Regions from separate parts of the Mus musculus genome. Here all the other regions are linked to region 2. A link is a contact called in public Micro-C and promoter capture Hi-C data. All regions are on one chromosome and are shown on one strand. The core of a region is the stretch at or near the end of the contact, and the rest is flanking DNA. Distances in the headings are between cores, read along the strand shown. Region 1 overlaps Ptpn1 (protein tyrosine phosphatase, non-receptor type 1). Region 2 holds the start of Snai1 (snail family zinc finger 1). Region 3 holds the start of Kcnb1 (potassium voltage gated channel, Shab-related subfamily, member 1). Region 4 holds the start of Zfas1 (zinc finger, NFX1-type containing 1, antisense RNA 1). Region 5 overlaps Gm32845 (a long non-coding RNA gene).

Region 1 (2,808 bases), core at 247-2,746, 420 kb before region 2:
ATGACTTCTTCTTGCTCCATGGAAGAATGCATTATTTGTTTAAAACTGTCTGCCACAGGGCAGAGCAGGATGGCTTCCTGAAAGCAGTCAGGTGTCCATTAAGAGAGAGGCCCTCATTTCTAATCTCAGACCCAGGCCAGGGCAGGCCCTCAACATAACCTGCGACTGACCGAAAGGCTGATGCTAATACCGTAAGTATACAGCTTTTGACTCTATCCCAGCATGCTTCCCGGCACAGGGTGGAAGTGCCCCAGAGGGAACATGCATCCGAGAACACCCATCAAGCCCATCCTAACTGCTGCAGAACGCACACTCCTGGGGCCTGGTTTGGCTTCTGCAATTGTCGCACACAACCTCCTGACAAGATAATACCAAACTGGTTACTAAAACAGATCCTGAAGCAGAGAATGGAGAACAGCTACCGCACTGACTGTTATTTCCAATATCCAGCCCCCACCCAGGCTCATGCAAGCAACACTGGGAATTCAGGGACCACAAAAAACAAAAGCAAAACAATCCCCACAACATGGAAACAGGAGGGTGTCTTACTGGGAGGAGGAGGGGCTTCCAGGCAGCACTGAGAGGTCAAAGTGACCAACATATGTAATACATCCGTGTGAAGTTGTTGATAAATGAAAAACAAAAACCCCACATGTAAGTAGAATTCGGGGACTAGCAAGTTCCTCTCACTGGCCAGTCTCGACTCCTCTCTAAATGGCATCTGAGTTGAGGGGCTGGCGTGTTACTTGATAGTGTGGGAAAATACTGATTCTCAGATAGTCAGCTGAGAGACTGAAGGAAGGAAGGGCAGATAGACCGGGCAGTGGGGGCTGAGAGGCAAGCACTTCCTGGAACCCAGGCGCAGCCATGGCTGAGAGCACACACGCTTGTCTCTGGCTCACCTAAGATGCTGTGTGTAAGCACCTCAGAGTGGTGAGTGCACAGCAGATTTTATTAACCGGGTCTAACTACAAAGGAGAAAGAAAAATTTTGTGGAGCAAAGAACAATCAGAATAGATAGATCACCAGAGGCTGTCTTTGAATGGAAAACAATACTTCATTCTTTGTATCTTGCTTTGTTTTGTTTGAGACAGGTACTTACATATTACATAGCCTAGGCTAGCCTCCAACTCCCTATGAAGCTGAGGATGACCTTGAACTAATAATCCCAGCAGACAAGCGCTGGGAGTCTGCACAAGCACACCTGGTTTACTGAATAACTACAGGGGCAAAATACCCAGGCTGCAGCTGCAGTCACAGAGAGGAACAGAGGTGTGGGTGTGGGCGGTGGTGATATGGCTTCAGAGAAGCAGCAGTTTCGGAGAGGCTCCCAGAGTGGACTCCAGGGCTTCAGCACTGTGCTGCTAACAGTCCTCCTGCTTGTACAGCTGCTCAAAACACCTAACCCTTAAAAATACCAAAGTGACCTCTGTCACTGCTGATGACCTCAAGCCATTTACAAGAACAAGCCACTTACATAATTATGTTAACAATGACTTTTGGTCCCTAAGGACTGATGTGGTTTTAGCACTGAGAATAACAGCTTTGAGAGGCTGAACTGGCTGGGGGTGGGAGCGTGGATATGAATGAATGGCTTCACACTGGTGAAGTGACCCTGGCCCACACTGCATTTAGAAGCAGCATTCTGAGTTCAGTGTGGCAGGCCAGAGCGTCGGGCTGCCGCTCACCTTACACAGATTACACGGGTAACTAGGATGACACACTCGCAGTTAGACTTGCAAGTGTCCCTGGCTTTGACCCTAATTTTTACAGCCCTTGATAAAGACATCACTTACATTTTCTGTTAAATGTCATGAATTCCACCTTGGGCAGAAATCAATAGGGAGAAAATGAATCAGACTTACAGTAATTGATGTCAATCAAACATATTGGAACCAGTGTCTACTAAAATGCTGAGAACCACAAAACTGTTCCCGTAAGAGAACTGGCTAAAAAAATCGACTTTCACTTCTGTTTTGTTTACCTTCTGCTTTCTATCAGGCCAGTAAGAACTTCACCCGGCTCTTGGCTGCCTGCCGGGGGACAGTGGGACAGTTGACTAACAAGGAATTGGCAGGCATCTGCAAGAGCAATATCTACAATTTTCCTGGCAGGAACCAGTCTGCCCACTGTGTTTCCTCCTTCCAAGGTCCCAAGGGAGAGGCCACATGAAACACCAGTGACATCCCTGATCTGAAGTGACAGTGCTCTCCTTCCGCAATGGATGGATGCTCCCTGCATACTTAGCAGTGTGAACGAGCAGAAAACAGCTCACTAAAACACAACAATGTTGGTCAAGATTTTCCCAAGTCCCTGGAAAGCTGTGTGAGGCTCTGCTAACCAGAACCAAGAAAAAGGCATATGAGATACTCACTGGCCACCTTCTTCTAGAGGCCACATGCTTTCCTACCTGATGTGAGAGACCAAGGATGAAGGAGGCACAGAGATGAAGGCATGATAGCACTGGAAGGAATGGATTTGTGAAACCACAAAAATGAAGTCACAGGCTGGAGAGATGGCTCAGGGGTTAAGAGCACTGACTGCTACTCCAGAGGTCCTGAGTTCAATTCCCATCAACCACATGGTGGCTCACAGCCATCTGTAATGGGATCTGTTATCCTCTTCTGGTGTGTCTGAAGACAGCTACAGTGTACTCATATAAATAAAACAAGTAAGTCTTTAAAATAAAGTCCCAAGCTGGGACCGAGAGGCTATTCTATTCCAAGCAAGCAGGCAGGCATGAGGCTCCACACAGGCAGGCGTTCCTTCAGGCCATCCAGACGCAGCCTGGCACTGTGCCCACACCAG
Region 2 (2,700 bases), core at 82-2,581:
CCTAGCACTTCACTCTACAAAGACCCCACGAAGTGTTCTCTGATACATTTTAGAAACGAGGAAACTGGGGAAGTTCTCGACTCAGGATTCAAGGCCAGGTGCAGAATATCCTGTCTAGCAATATCCTGTCTGACTTCTACAGTGTGGGTTGAGCCCGGATAGGGAACACCTCTTCACTCCTAGCCTCGAACAGCAAGGTACAGAATGGAGAACAACCAACATCTACTTTGTCCACTGCTTGGCAGCCTTAGGAGTAAGTGTTGAGTCCCCCCAGGGTCTAAGGCCAAACAGCCCAGACTCAGAGCTCAGCTATGCACACTCACTCACCAGTGTGGGTGCGGACGTGGCCCTGAAGCAGCCAGGGCCTAGAGAAGGCCTTTCCACAGGTCGTGCAGACACAAGGCAGCGTGTGGCTTCGGATGTGCATCTTCAGAGCGCCCAGGCTGAGGTACTCCTTGTTACAATATTTGCAGTTGAAGATCTTCCGCGACTGGGGGTCCTTGGCCACCGAGAGCCTGGCCAGCTGCTTGGGAAGTTGGCCCAAGCCAGGGAAGGCGATGAAGGCCTCGGCCTCCAGGGAGGAGGCCGAGGTGGACGAGAAGGACGACGGCGCCGGCGAGGGCGGGCTGGGCGGCTGGGAGCTTTTGCCACTGTCCTCATCGGACAGCGAGGTCAGCTCTACGGCCTTGGGGCTCTCCCGCAGCGGGAGGGTGGCCCAGGCAACCGGCCGCACTTGGGGTACCAGGAGAGAGTCCCAGATGAGGGTGGGCAGCGAAGCGGCGGGGTTGAGGACCTCGGGCGGAGGGATGGCGGCCAGCAGGTGGGCCTGGTCGTAGGGCTGCTGGAAGGTGAACTCTGCGGGAAGAGAAGAGACAGCAGGGAGTCAGCTGAGCGGATTCTCGGGGCGCCAGGTGGGGGGGCTTCCCGCCCGCCCCTCCCCTCCCCCGCCCGGACTCCGCAAAGCTACCCCCGCCTTCGAGTCTTCAACTCCCGGAGCCTCCCCGTCCCGGGTCAAAGACACCCTCGGTGGATCCCAACTGCCAAGACCCGGAGCTCCAGATCCACCTGTCGCGCCCGCAGAGCCCGATTCTCACCTCCCCCCAGCACCCTTGGGATCCCCCCCAGCCGCCCGCGTCCCGCACCCCACCACGCACCCACACACGCGTCCTGCAGCTCGCTATAGTTGGGCTTCCGGCGGGGGTCGGACGGCTTCCTGACCAGGAAGGAGCGCGGCATGTTGGCCAGAGCGACCTAGGTAGTCGGGGTCACCGGGTCGCGCAAGGTCGGTAGTCAACTCCGCTCGCGAGGCCCGGCCGCACACTACGATCCCCTAGCAGCAGCAAATTCCTTTAAGTACCAGGGCTGGGGGCGTGACCGTACTGTTGGTCACGCCCCTTTGTCAAGGCTGAGCCAATGGCTGGCGGCGGCGCGGCCGGAGACTGAGACCGGAGCAGGTGCGCCTGGGCTGCTGGGGCTCCCGCCGCGTGGCGCTGAGATTCCGCTTGGGCTCCTCCCGGACCGGACCGCGCGGCTTCCGAGCTCCTCGGGCGACCCCTGGTGGCCGCGCCTGCCCCACGACGAGCGCGGTGCCCCGCAACATCCCCGAGCTGCTGACCTTTGGGCGCTGGGGAGCCAGAAAGTGCGATGATATGCACGCGCTTAGGGGTTCCTGGAACTGTCTACACAGCCCTGAACAAAACACTACCCAGGGATGCCCTACGCAAGGATGGCTTCCCGGCCGTGGGAGAGAGAGACAGACAGAATAAACAGAGGATTCGAATACTAAAGGGAGGTGTGATTTGATGAAAGGAGGTGGGGAGAGACAGCTGTGACTGTCAATGAACGGTCACCTGACAGGGGAGGGTGTCTATGACTTCCTAGAGGAAGTGAAGAAGCACCGAGGGGAAAGGCCCGGGGTAAGAATCAGTAACTTCTGCCTGTCCAACCTTTGAGAGCAGGTTCCAGGATGAGGTTGGTGTTGGGCAGACCCTGAGGGGTCCGATTTCCTGGCCTCGGGTCTTTGGAGGAGTTTGGACTTTGCCTTACAGGCACTGGGGAGTCACGGAAGGACTTTCAGCTGAGGACGGACGTGTTTAGAGTTGCATTGTGAAACACCAATAAGGGCAGGTGCGAGGCAGAGGTAGCAAGGACCAGGGCTAAGGCTCCCGACTTCCTGAAAATCGTGTTGGAACGTTCACAGGGAGGAAGGGTGGCCTCGGAAACCAAACCCACACCCCCATAGTATGGGGTTATAAACACCTATAAAGCAGAGGGTCTACGGAAACCTCTGGGGCACCAGCTAGCATCGAGTCTCTAGGCACTGGAGGTAACAACAGGGAATAGAATCAGACTCCCAGCACTGGGGGTGGGGGGTGGGGGAGTGGGAGGATGGTCAGACAACAGGCAACCATCGTGGAGAACACTGCCCTCTGGGTAGATTTAGTTCATCCATGAGTCTCCCTGAGTCCAGAGGGAGAGCACACAGCGCCCCACCACCACCCTCGTCCCAACGGACAAGTCAGCTGACTAGGTTTTGACTTTTCTCCATCCCCTATGATCAGAGAACAGGCTTTCCTACCACGGGGCCTTGCTTGGTACCTGCCTTCCTCCAGTCCTGTTTTCTCTTCCAGATCCACACCTGGCTAGGCTTCCTTTCATCCCTTTCATCCTTTGTTTCAGCAGCCCCCCACTCCACCCCCT
Region 3 (2,700 bases), core at 190-2,689, 350 kb after region 2:
GTGGGCCCCGCGGCCTGAGCCAGGGCCGGGCCGGGCACGGAGGGGTTAAGCCGCGCGCGTTTCCGACCCGCAGGTGGCGCCGTCCCGCCTCGGTGCCACTCGCCGCGCTCCGAAGTGCGGGACAGAATCGCGGCGAGCGCGGAGCCGAAGCTCAGCCCGACTTGTTGATCTCGCGCAGGCAGCCGCGGCCGCCGCCGAGCCGAGCCGGAGCCCGAGGTGGAGGCGGAGGCGCCGCCGATCGCCCGGGCCGCGCCGTCCCTGCGCCCCGCAGAGCGCCCCGCCCGCGCCCCGCAGCCCCGGCGCCGCCCTCCCGCCCGCCCGGCCGGCCCGGGTAGGCCTAGCCCGGCCCCGGGACCGCCGCTGCCGCGGGCGGGGGCGCGGGCGGGCGGCCGGCGAGATGCGCGCGGCGCGGCCCCGGGAGGCGGCCACCCTGGGGGTGAGTGTGGCGGGGTAGGGGGGTGGCGCGGGCCCACCCCGGGGCTGGGGGCGGGGCGTGTGCCCCGCGGGCTGTAGGGCCCGGGAACCCCCCGAAATCACCGGTGCGTGGCGGGAGGAGGGCACGCTCCGAAAGGCCAGAAGATTCCGCTGGTTTCCCCGCCTCCCACCTCCCCCACCCCTTCTCTTCCGAGCCCGGGCAAAGGCGCAGAACCCGGAGTTATAAAAAGCCATCGCCGGGAGGAGCGAGGAGGAGGAGCGGGAGGAGGGGGAGGAGGAGAAAGAGAGGAGGAGGGGCAGGAGGGGAGCACCGAGCAGGCGGATCCCGAGGACTCCGCGCCCCTCCTGCGCTAGAGTGGGGAGGGGGCGCACAAGGAGGTGCAGACCCCGCTGGCTTGGCTCCTTCGACCCTCACCTGGTCTCCGGAGCGGTCTCGGGTCCTGGTGTTGTGAGGAGTGGGGTCGCCCCAGGACAGGGCAGCCTGGTGGCCTCCGACAGGTGGGCATCTGGTAGCCTCCACAGTCCTCACTCGGCCCAAAATCTTCTAAGATTTAGAAAAAGCAAGCCCAATGCCATCGTTATGCTCCCACCCAAAATCTTGACTATCTTGGGGTGGGAGGAGATGAGAACTCACTAAAGAGAGAAAGAAAGTTCTCCCTGCCTCTCCCTTGCCTCCCAATTGCGGGGGCCAGGTTGGGCTCTCCAGCCCGAGAGCAGGGAGTTTCAGCACTCGACGGGACGGACAGCGCCCCGGGCGGCCGGATTGCGCCAGGGCGGGGGTGGGGCTTCCTGGGAGCCTCCTGGGGGCCTCTCCCGCCTGGAGGGCCACCCCTCCCTTCGTCCTGGGGTGGGGCTGACTTCAGCACCGGCGGGAGGAACAGCAGCCATCCGTCCTCCCTTCCCCCCCCCCCGCCCCCCAACTCCCCTGAGCCGCTTAAGCCTTGGGAAGGTCAAGGCCGGTAGGGGACCCTGGGGGAGGGGCCTCACAGTACGGTTCGCTGACCCGTGTCCGCTTTCGCTTTCTGCCTCGCAGCCGTCGGGATGGAGGTGAGACGGTAGCCGCGACGCCCGCCCTCGCGCACCCCTGCACCACAGCGGCCTGCAGAGCTCCCCGCCCCCCGCCCCCGCGGCAGCGGGCCTTGCCGTCGAGTGACAGCGGCCTGGGGGGGCAGGGGGGGCGGGGGCGGCCAGACCAGCGATGCCGGCGGGCATGACGAAGCATGGCTCGCGCTCCACCAGCTCGCTGCCGCCCGAGCCCATGGAGATCGTGCGCAGCAAGGCGTGCTCGCGCCGGGTGCGCCTCAACGTCGGGGGCCTGGCGCACGAGGTGCTGTGGCGCACTCTGGACCGCCTGCCTCGCACGCGGCTGGGCAAGCTCCGGGACTGCAACACGCACGACTCTCTGCTCCAGGTGTGCGACGACTACAGCCTCGAGGACAACGAGTACTTCTTCGACCGCCACCCTGGCGCCTTCACCTCTATTCTCAATTTCTACCGCACCGGCCGGCTGCACATGATGGAGGAGATGTGCGCGCTGAGCTTCAGCCAGGAGCTGGACTACTGGGGCATCGATGAGATCTACCTGGAGTCCTGCTGCCAGGCCCGCTACCACCAAAAGAAGGAGCAGATGAACGAGGAGCTGAAGCGGGAGGCTGAGACGCTGCGGGAGCGGGAGGGCGAGGAGTTCGACAACACGTGCTGTGCTGAGAAGAGGAAGAAACTTTGGGACCTGCTGGAGAAGCCCAACTCATCGGTGGCCGCCAAGGTGAGTCTGGAGTCTGTTTCCCCCCATGGAGGCCTACACAGAGGCTCCTGGCTCCTCACGATGAGTATACCGGTTAAAAGGCAGGGGCTCCAAGCGAGTTCTCCAAGGACTACTACTCTTAAGAGGCACCCTTCCCATGTGATTCAGTACGGTGTACCCCTACTTTGTTGGGGGGAAATGGTTTATAAAACTCTAAAATGCTACGGCCTTGGTGAGAACAGAGTCGAGCTTTGCTGGATAGTCTTGGTGCCTCCAGGCCTGGATACATACTAGAATAGCCTGCCCTGCAGATGTAACATCTAGCCCTGAATTATAACCCCACTCTGCTCATAAGGAAGGGTATAAACACAGCCTACCGACACGCCTGGCAGAGGCTGAGGCACCCACAGGTATTTTAAGAGATGACAAAAGACAGGGAAGGCTAGTGGTAAGGACAGGTCTGCCCCAAGGCTCGGGACAGCGGGTGAGAGGACCAGGCTGGCTCCTTGTTTATGTACTTG
Region 4 (2,827 bases), core at 286-2,785, 480 kb after region 2:
TGAGCCATCTCTCCAGCCCGGGCCTACTTTTTTTAAGAGTAAGATTTATTCATATATTTTATGCACGAGTACACCACCATTGTTCTCTTCAGAGACACCATAAGAGGGCACCAGACCCCATTATAGATGGTTGTGAGCCACCATGTGGTTGCTAGAAATTTAACTCAGGACCCCTCGAAAGAGCCATCAGTGCTCTTAACTGCTAAGCCATTTCTCGGGCCTACTTGATTTAGGGCATATTCACATTTTTATCTGAGTGGGTCAGGGTGGATATCAGAATACAGTAATGGAGGATAGCCATTGTCACATCTTGAAAAGCACTAGCCTGCAAATACTTTAGCAGACATGTTTCATTGCCTTTCTAAATACCACGCATATACAAAAGAAATCTCAACCCGGCTCAGACACTGCACCCACAAACTGCTGAATGCTCCCATATCAACAGCCAAGAAAATGTGTTACAGACTAATCTCAATGGGACCATTTTCTTAATCAGTCCTTTTCTCAGGCAGTTCTACCAGGACACTTTAAATAACAACAGGGCTCTGCATCTCCTGTGTCAGTATGTACAGATACACAATTAAAAGACTTTAGTATACTTTGATAATAAGGCTCAATCCTCGGGGCTTTTAAAACAACGAACCTCAGCAGTAACTCTTGCATCAAATTCCCTATCACTGCCCACTTAAAGGCTCTTCAAAGCACGTGATTGCCACTTTAGGCCACTAGACGAATGCATACCTTAAGACTTTCAGATGGTAGGTGAGTTCTCATCTCCCTCGATGCCCTTCTCTCCCTCCAACCTCCATGCTGTCCTGCTTGGTCAGGTCAACCTACAAAACAAAAGCGTCCATCACCACCTATATCCTCGACCAGGAACAAAGAAGACCAGGGTCCTCGAAGGCTGGTGTTTATCAGGACAAACTGGCAAATGTTTTAAAACATCAGCACTGTCGATATGACGGGGAAAAAAGTGAGTTCATCATTTACACCAGCAAAAAGCTTCCCAGGCCAAAGCAGAAGGCGTCTTTTCCACTTGAATCACGTCTTCGAAGGTCAACCTGGGGATCGCGCTCCATAAGCAACACTTGGAGACTAGGAGCGGTTACAGCGACTAAACTTGATAAGAGGTTAACAAAAAAAAAACTTGTGCTGTGTGGACTCAACTCACCATCTGCAAGTTAACCCCGGAGGGACGAGACATATCGGGAACAAAGCAAACGCTCTAGGAGCCGCCGGAACGAAAGGACGAGAGCGGCGGCGAACCTTCCTTATATAGACCTTGGCGGCGCGTGCGCCTGCGCACTGTGCCCATGGCGCGTCGCTTCCGGGCGCGACCGCTTGGCGTCCTGGGAAATGTAGTCCCCGAGCCGCCCGGCCCCAGCTAGCTAATGGTTGTCCAGCCAGTGTCTAGCCCCTCCCCGTGCTCACTGGGCCTCCGGGGCTTCTCGGCTTCCGCGCCATGTCGCGCTTGGCACGCACGAGCCGCCCGCCGCGTCCCCCTGGCTCCGGGGCCAGCCGAGACCTGCGGCCGCCCGGGGCGCAGTCAACCCGCCCCCCGCCGCGCCCTCCCCTCCGCCGCGCCCGCGGGGAGCCGCCAGTCCAGCCGCCGCCGCTACCGCGGGCGCTGAGGCGACGCCGCCCTTCCGCCCGCCCCGAGGGCGGGGGCGCAGGCGAGCCCGGCCTCTCGCTGGAGCCCGCGGCACCGCCTCCTCGTCCTGCGCGGCCTCCTCTTCCTCCGGGCCGCCCACTAGGCTACTCGCCCCGCCCAGGGGCTGCAGGGACTGGAAACCGAAAGTTCGCGGTGCCGGGCGGGGCCGCGACCTGCCAGGGCCGGGGCTGAGCTCTAGCCCTGCGGAGGACGCGCCCGAGCCGGTGAGTGGCCTCCGCCCTATCACGCACCTGCTTCTGCGGCGCTGCGACCGCCGGCGTCCCGCTCTGCCTCCGGCCGGGTGTCAGGTTAGCCTTGGAGTCCCTATCTGCCCCACTCAGCGCCCCCACCACCCCCGGAGTCCCTGTCCCCTTCCCTCAGTTCTCCTATAGTCCCCAGAGTCCATGTCCCCTTCCCTTAGTTTTCCTATAGCCTCCAGAGTCCCTGTCCCTTTCCCTCAGTTTCCCTATACCCCCGGAGTCCCTGTCCCCTTCCCTCAATTATCCTGTAGCCTCCGGAGTCCCTGTCCTCTTCCCTCAATTATCCTGTAGCCTCCGGAGTCCCTGTTCTCTTTCTCTCAGCCCCCCCTATAGTCCCCGAAGTCCCTGTCTGCTTCTTCAGTTTCCCTATAGCCCCCAGAGTCCCTGCCCCTTTCTCTTAGTTTCCCTATAGCCCCCAGAGTCCCTCAGTTCCCCTATCATCTCCGGAGTATTTGGAATCTCCCATCACCCCTAGGATCTTTTTCCACTCCTTACCACCCCCAGAGTCCTGTCCTCCCACCTCCACCGTCACCCTCCATCGTTCCCTGAGTTAAGTCTACCTGGTTATCAGCAGCCCCATTTCCCAGTCCCTGTTTCCTCTCCTCAGCAGCCCCATCACCCCTAAATCCCTGTTCCCTTCCATTAGCCTCACCATCACTCCCCAGAGTCCCTGTCTCCTCTCCTTAGCAGCCCCCATCACCTCCAGAGTCGGTGTCTCCTCCCTCAGTACCCAGCGTATCCTGAGCCGCGGGCACTGCCATTACCTGCTTCGACTCTCTTCAGTTCATCTGTCACCACCCTGATCACACCCCACCTCTAGTGCCCCTTCATCTCAGCACCCAGTCATCCCCTGTGCGTAGTTGTCCTGCCTCTGCTCCCGGTCCCTGGAGCCCCACTCTCTCCATTTCTCACCTAT
Region 5 (2,700 bases), core at 104-2,603, 320 kb before region 2:
TGGCACAGTCCAGACAGGTGAGAGACCCTGTCTCAGTGAACAGTGTGGACGAAACCTTAGGAAGGGCACCCAGGCTGACCTTCAGCTTCCACGTGGTCATGCATACACGTGCCTCTTACCTCCCAGCTTAGTCCTTAACCTTGCCACTCCAGTGTTGGGGGCTGGAGGGTTCTCCGTGCTGGGTTATCCTGTGCATAGTAGGGTATTATGTGTGACTTGGTCTGTGCCCTTGAGTTGCCAGAACATCTCCATGGTGGAGATGTTTTCAGACAACCAAAGGTCTTTGGAGGGGGCAGGAGGATCAGCTCTGACAAAACTATGGCCATGTACGTGGTGACATCGTCATGGTACACAGTGGGACACAGGTGATACTCAAGCTGTTCAGAAAACAGAACTGTTACCTGTTCAGGGGACACTGTCTCTGCTTCCCCCTTGGGCAGTTGTCTGCAGAACTGCATACTAGTAGCTCGCTTAGTATACAGTAGGTGCTCGATTCTGAGGATGAAGAGGAGGAGGAGGGAGAAGAGAGGGCAAAGGCTTCTGGGACAGTGTGAAAGCATCGGAGAGGTGAGTGCCCCTGGGACCCTTGGGGGTCCCTGCACCCACAGAGAACACAGGTTTGGTCCCTCAGGGGGAGCTAGCTTAGCCCTCAGCCCTCCTGAATTTGATAATTAAGATGTATAAGTGTTCTGTGGCTGGAAGGCCAGAAGTGACCAGGCCTGGCCTTGCTTGGCTTTGGTGACGTGGTGGCCCTGAGACTATGGCCTTCTTAGGCCCATAAACAAGGAGTTGTGTGCCCCAAACCAGGTCAGCCAGGCGAAGGTCTGCACCATGGCCTCATGTTAAAGCCTCATTGTCAGAAGAGGGCTCTCCAGTGCTGGGCAGCAAGGCTGCAGAAGGCACCTCATTCCCAAGAGGCCACTGTCATCTCCCTCTCTCCCCACAGCCTGTACTTTATTAATCCCCTGCTGTATACAGGGCCAGCCAAAGCCTTTTCCATAATGTCCCCTTCCGCATCATGACTGGGGCTCTCTCTCTTGACCAGATGAGAGGCTTTGACACTGTCATCTCCAGGTCTGGGCAATGCTCCCAGGCTCCCAGAGGTAAGCCACCGGTCACCAGGACACAGCTAAGTAGAGTGGAGGACTGGAGTCCTCTACTCTGGCCCTGGCTCTCTTTTCCATGTCCGCCTAGCTTTCTCTGTTGTATTGCCTGTGGTCTCGGTCTGATTCTTCCTCTGTCTCCCCGCCCACCCCATTATCCACACCCTCTCTGCCTCCCTCTTCTCTCTCCATGTTCCTTCCTCTCAGCCTGTCTCTTCTGCCCCCTCCATCCCCGGTTCTCTGGATGGCCCCACCTTGCCTCTGCTGCACTCAGTCTTTGTCCTGACGCCAGCACATTATGTCCCTGGTCTGGTCAGAGCCTGACGTCAGGCAGGGCCTGGCGGGCAGCCATGGACACTGCTGCTGCTGTTGCTGCTGCCGGGCAGGCAGAAGAGCTAGGTTCCTGGTCCCCCAGCAGTGGCTGGTCCTCCACCTCAGCCTCAGCCTGCCCTGAAGAGGACAGTGCTCAGTGGCTGCCTTGCCTGTAAGTGGAGCTGCAGGCTGCTGGCTTTTTCTTTCTCTTCCTTGGACCCCCAGCTACACAAACAGCTCCTGCTGCTGCCAGGCCCAGAGAATGGATCTCACAGGGTCCAGTCCTGGCTGTGTGGCATTAGGCAAGTCACACAGCTTCTCTGAGCCTCTGTTCTGTGTAAGAAATGAGGCAGGCTAGGCAGTTCACCAAGCGGCTGGCTGGTGTCTGAAGGCCTGGCAAGCATGGGTTTAAACCATTGCCTGTCAAAGCCTTGCTTCTCCAGGAGAGGATGGCCAGCTGAGCTAGGAGAAACTGAGGTCATAGTGACAGGGCTCAGATGGCCATTGGCCATTGGCCATCTGTGCAGGCCTCAACGGTCCCAGGCAGAAGGGAGCCCTTTCCAAACTCCAAACAGGGTCCTGCTGAATGGGACATCCCAAGTCCAGCCTCTGGTCTCAGCCTGCCATAGGCTAAGTAAGTGGGGTTTTTAGAAAGGCCTTGTTTTTAAGTCACACACACACGTGTGTGTGTGTGTGTGTGTGTGTGTATGTGTGTGTGTGTGTGTGCAAGTGTGAGTACAGATTCCCCACCCCCACCCCGTAAAGAGTTACAGGCAGTAGTGAGTCTCCTGATCTGGATTCTGGGAATGGTACTTGGGACCTCTGGAAGAGCTAGAAGCACTTTTAACTGCTGAGCCATCTCTCCAGCCTCCAAATGCGTGCTTTGAAAAATGCAGCGTCTCTCGCTCACATCCCCACGTGTTTCTGAAGCAGCCGTGGCTCCGCTGAAGAGCGCTGAGGCCCCTGATGACATCATCAGGAAGCTGAAGCTGCCTGGTGGTGAGGTAGCATCAGGTTCAGACTTGGGTCTCACATAGCCAGCGGCTTTGTGTCCCAAGTCTGTCGGGGTGAGTTTTGGGGGGTGAAAAAGGAGTAGACCCTAGGAGGACAGACAGAGCCATGCTCTCCAGGGGGCCCAGGTCTCAGTGTGATGATCCGTCCTATCCTGCACACTTCCTTCCTGTGTCTAGTTCTTATTTGAAGCACGAGAGAAACAGACAAGTCCCAGAGAAACAGACAAGTCCCAGAGGATAAACTGGGCAACCCAGAAACATACTCTACAGCT

What was found. Promoter capture Hi-C pulls out the DNA fragments that hold promoters and counts their contacts. Hi-C and Micro-C count contacts between places; a contact is called where the count stands out from the background.
Region 1: a promoter capture Hi-C map of liver shows a contact between it and region 2, with 4 times the contacts expected there. The contact joins the enhancer-like site here to the promoter of Snai1 in region 2. A contact is called at or near these places in 3 of 39 promoter capture datasets (hippocampal neurons, liver and pre-B cells), 1 of 15 datasets of contacts at CTCF or cohesin (large pre-B cells), 1 of 115 datasets of contacts at active chromatin or transcription factors (large pre-B cells) and 1 of 9 other capture datasets (embryonic stem cells).
Region 3: a contact with region 2 is called in a Micro-C map of embryonic stem cells, with 2.3 times the contacts expected there. The contact joins the promoter of Kcnb1 here to the promoter of Snai1 in region 2. A contact is called at or near these places in 4 of 39 promoter capture datasets (embryonic stem cells, liver, pre-B cells and 1 more) and 1 of 484 Hi-C or Micro-C datasets (embryonic stem cells).
Region 4: a promoter capture Hi-C map of liver shows a contact between it and region 2, with 4 times the contacts expected there. The contact joins the promoter of Zfas1 here to the promoter of Snai1 in region 2. A contact is called at or near these places in 11 of 39 promoter capture datasets (the HPC-7 cell line, cranial neural crest, embryonic stem cells and 7 more), 1 of 484 Hi-C or Micro-C datasets (embryonic stem cells) and 3 of 115 datasets of contacts at active chromatin or transcription factors (embryonic stem cells, extraembryonic endoderm stem cells and memory CD8 T cells).
Region 5: a promoter capture Hi-C map of neutrophils shows a contact between it and region 2, with 3 times the contacts expected there. The contact joins the enhancer-like site here to the promoter of Snai1 in region 2. A contact is called at or near these places in 4 of 39 promoter capture datasets (the C10 cell line, cranial neural crest, frontonasal cranial neural crest and 1 more) and 1 of 115 datasets of contacts at active chromatin or transcription factors (pancreatic cancer cells).

The regions. Positions count from the first base shown.
Region 1 is chr2:167,958,224-167,961,031 of GRCm38.p6, reverse strand. All of the region lies in intron 1 of Ptpn1 (protein tyrosine phosphatase, non-receptor type 1), which reads right to left. Among named protein-coding and RNA genes, the nearest start is that of Ptpn1, 27 kb to the right of the region's middle. Within about 2 kb of position 1,496, at least 174 of the 459 cell types and tissues checked have an H3K27ac peak or open chromatin away from gene starts, as enhancers often do. A contact at or near this core is called in liver and pre-B cells, where this site is marked.
Region 2 is chr2:167,536,826-167,539,525 of GRCm38.p6, reverse strand. Snai1 (snail family zinc finger 1) reads right to left here and starts at 1,331. Exons shown (of 3, transcript NM_011427.3): 1 at 1,155-1,331; 2 at 328-855. The coding sequence starts at 1,236.
Region 3 is chr2:167,187,557-167,190,256 of GRCm38.p6, reverse strand. Kcnb1 (potassium voltage gated channel, Shab-related subfamily, member 1) reads left to right here and starts at 1,439. Exons shown (of 2, transcript NM_008420.4): 1 at 1,439-2,200. The coding sequence starts at 1,634. It also overlaps a transcript of 1110018N20Rik not described here.
Region 4 is chr2:167,061,642-167,064,468 of GRCm38.p6, reverse strand. It overlaps Zfas1 (zinc finger, NFX1-type containing 1, antisense RNA 1), which reads right to left and starts at 1,535. Exons shown (of 5, transcript NR_138563.1): 1 at 1,172-1,535; 2 at 742-833. Znfx1 (zinc finger, NFX1-type containing 1) reads left to right here and starts at 1,454. Exons shown (of 14, transcript NM_001033196.2): 1 at 1,454-1,959. It overlaps LOC115486178 (a small nucleolar RNA gene), which reads right to left and starts at 996; the gene lies at 904-996.
Region 5 is chr2:167,859,439-167,862,138 of GRCm38.p6, reverse strand. All of the region lies in intron 6 of Gm32845 (a long non-coding RNA gene), which reads right to left. It overlaps Gm33033 (a long non-coding RNA gene), which reads left to right. Exons shown (of 2, transcript XR_003954119.1): 2 at 1-2,700. Among named protein-coding and RNA genes, the nearest start is that of Gm32928, 12 kb to the left of the region's middle. Within about 2 kb of position 1,353, at least 138 of the 459 cell types and tissues checked have an H3K27ac peak or open chromatin away from gene starts, as enhancers often do. A contact at or near this core is called in pancreatic cancer cells, where this site is marked.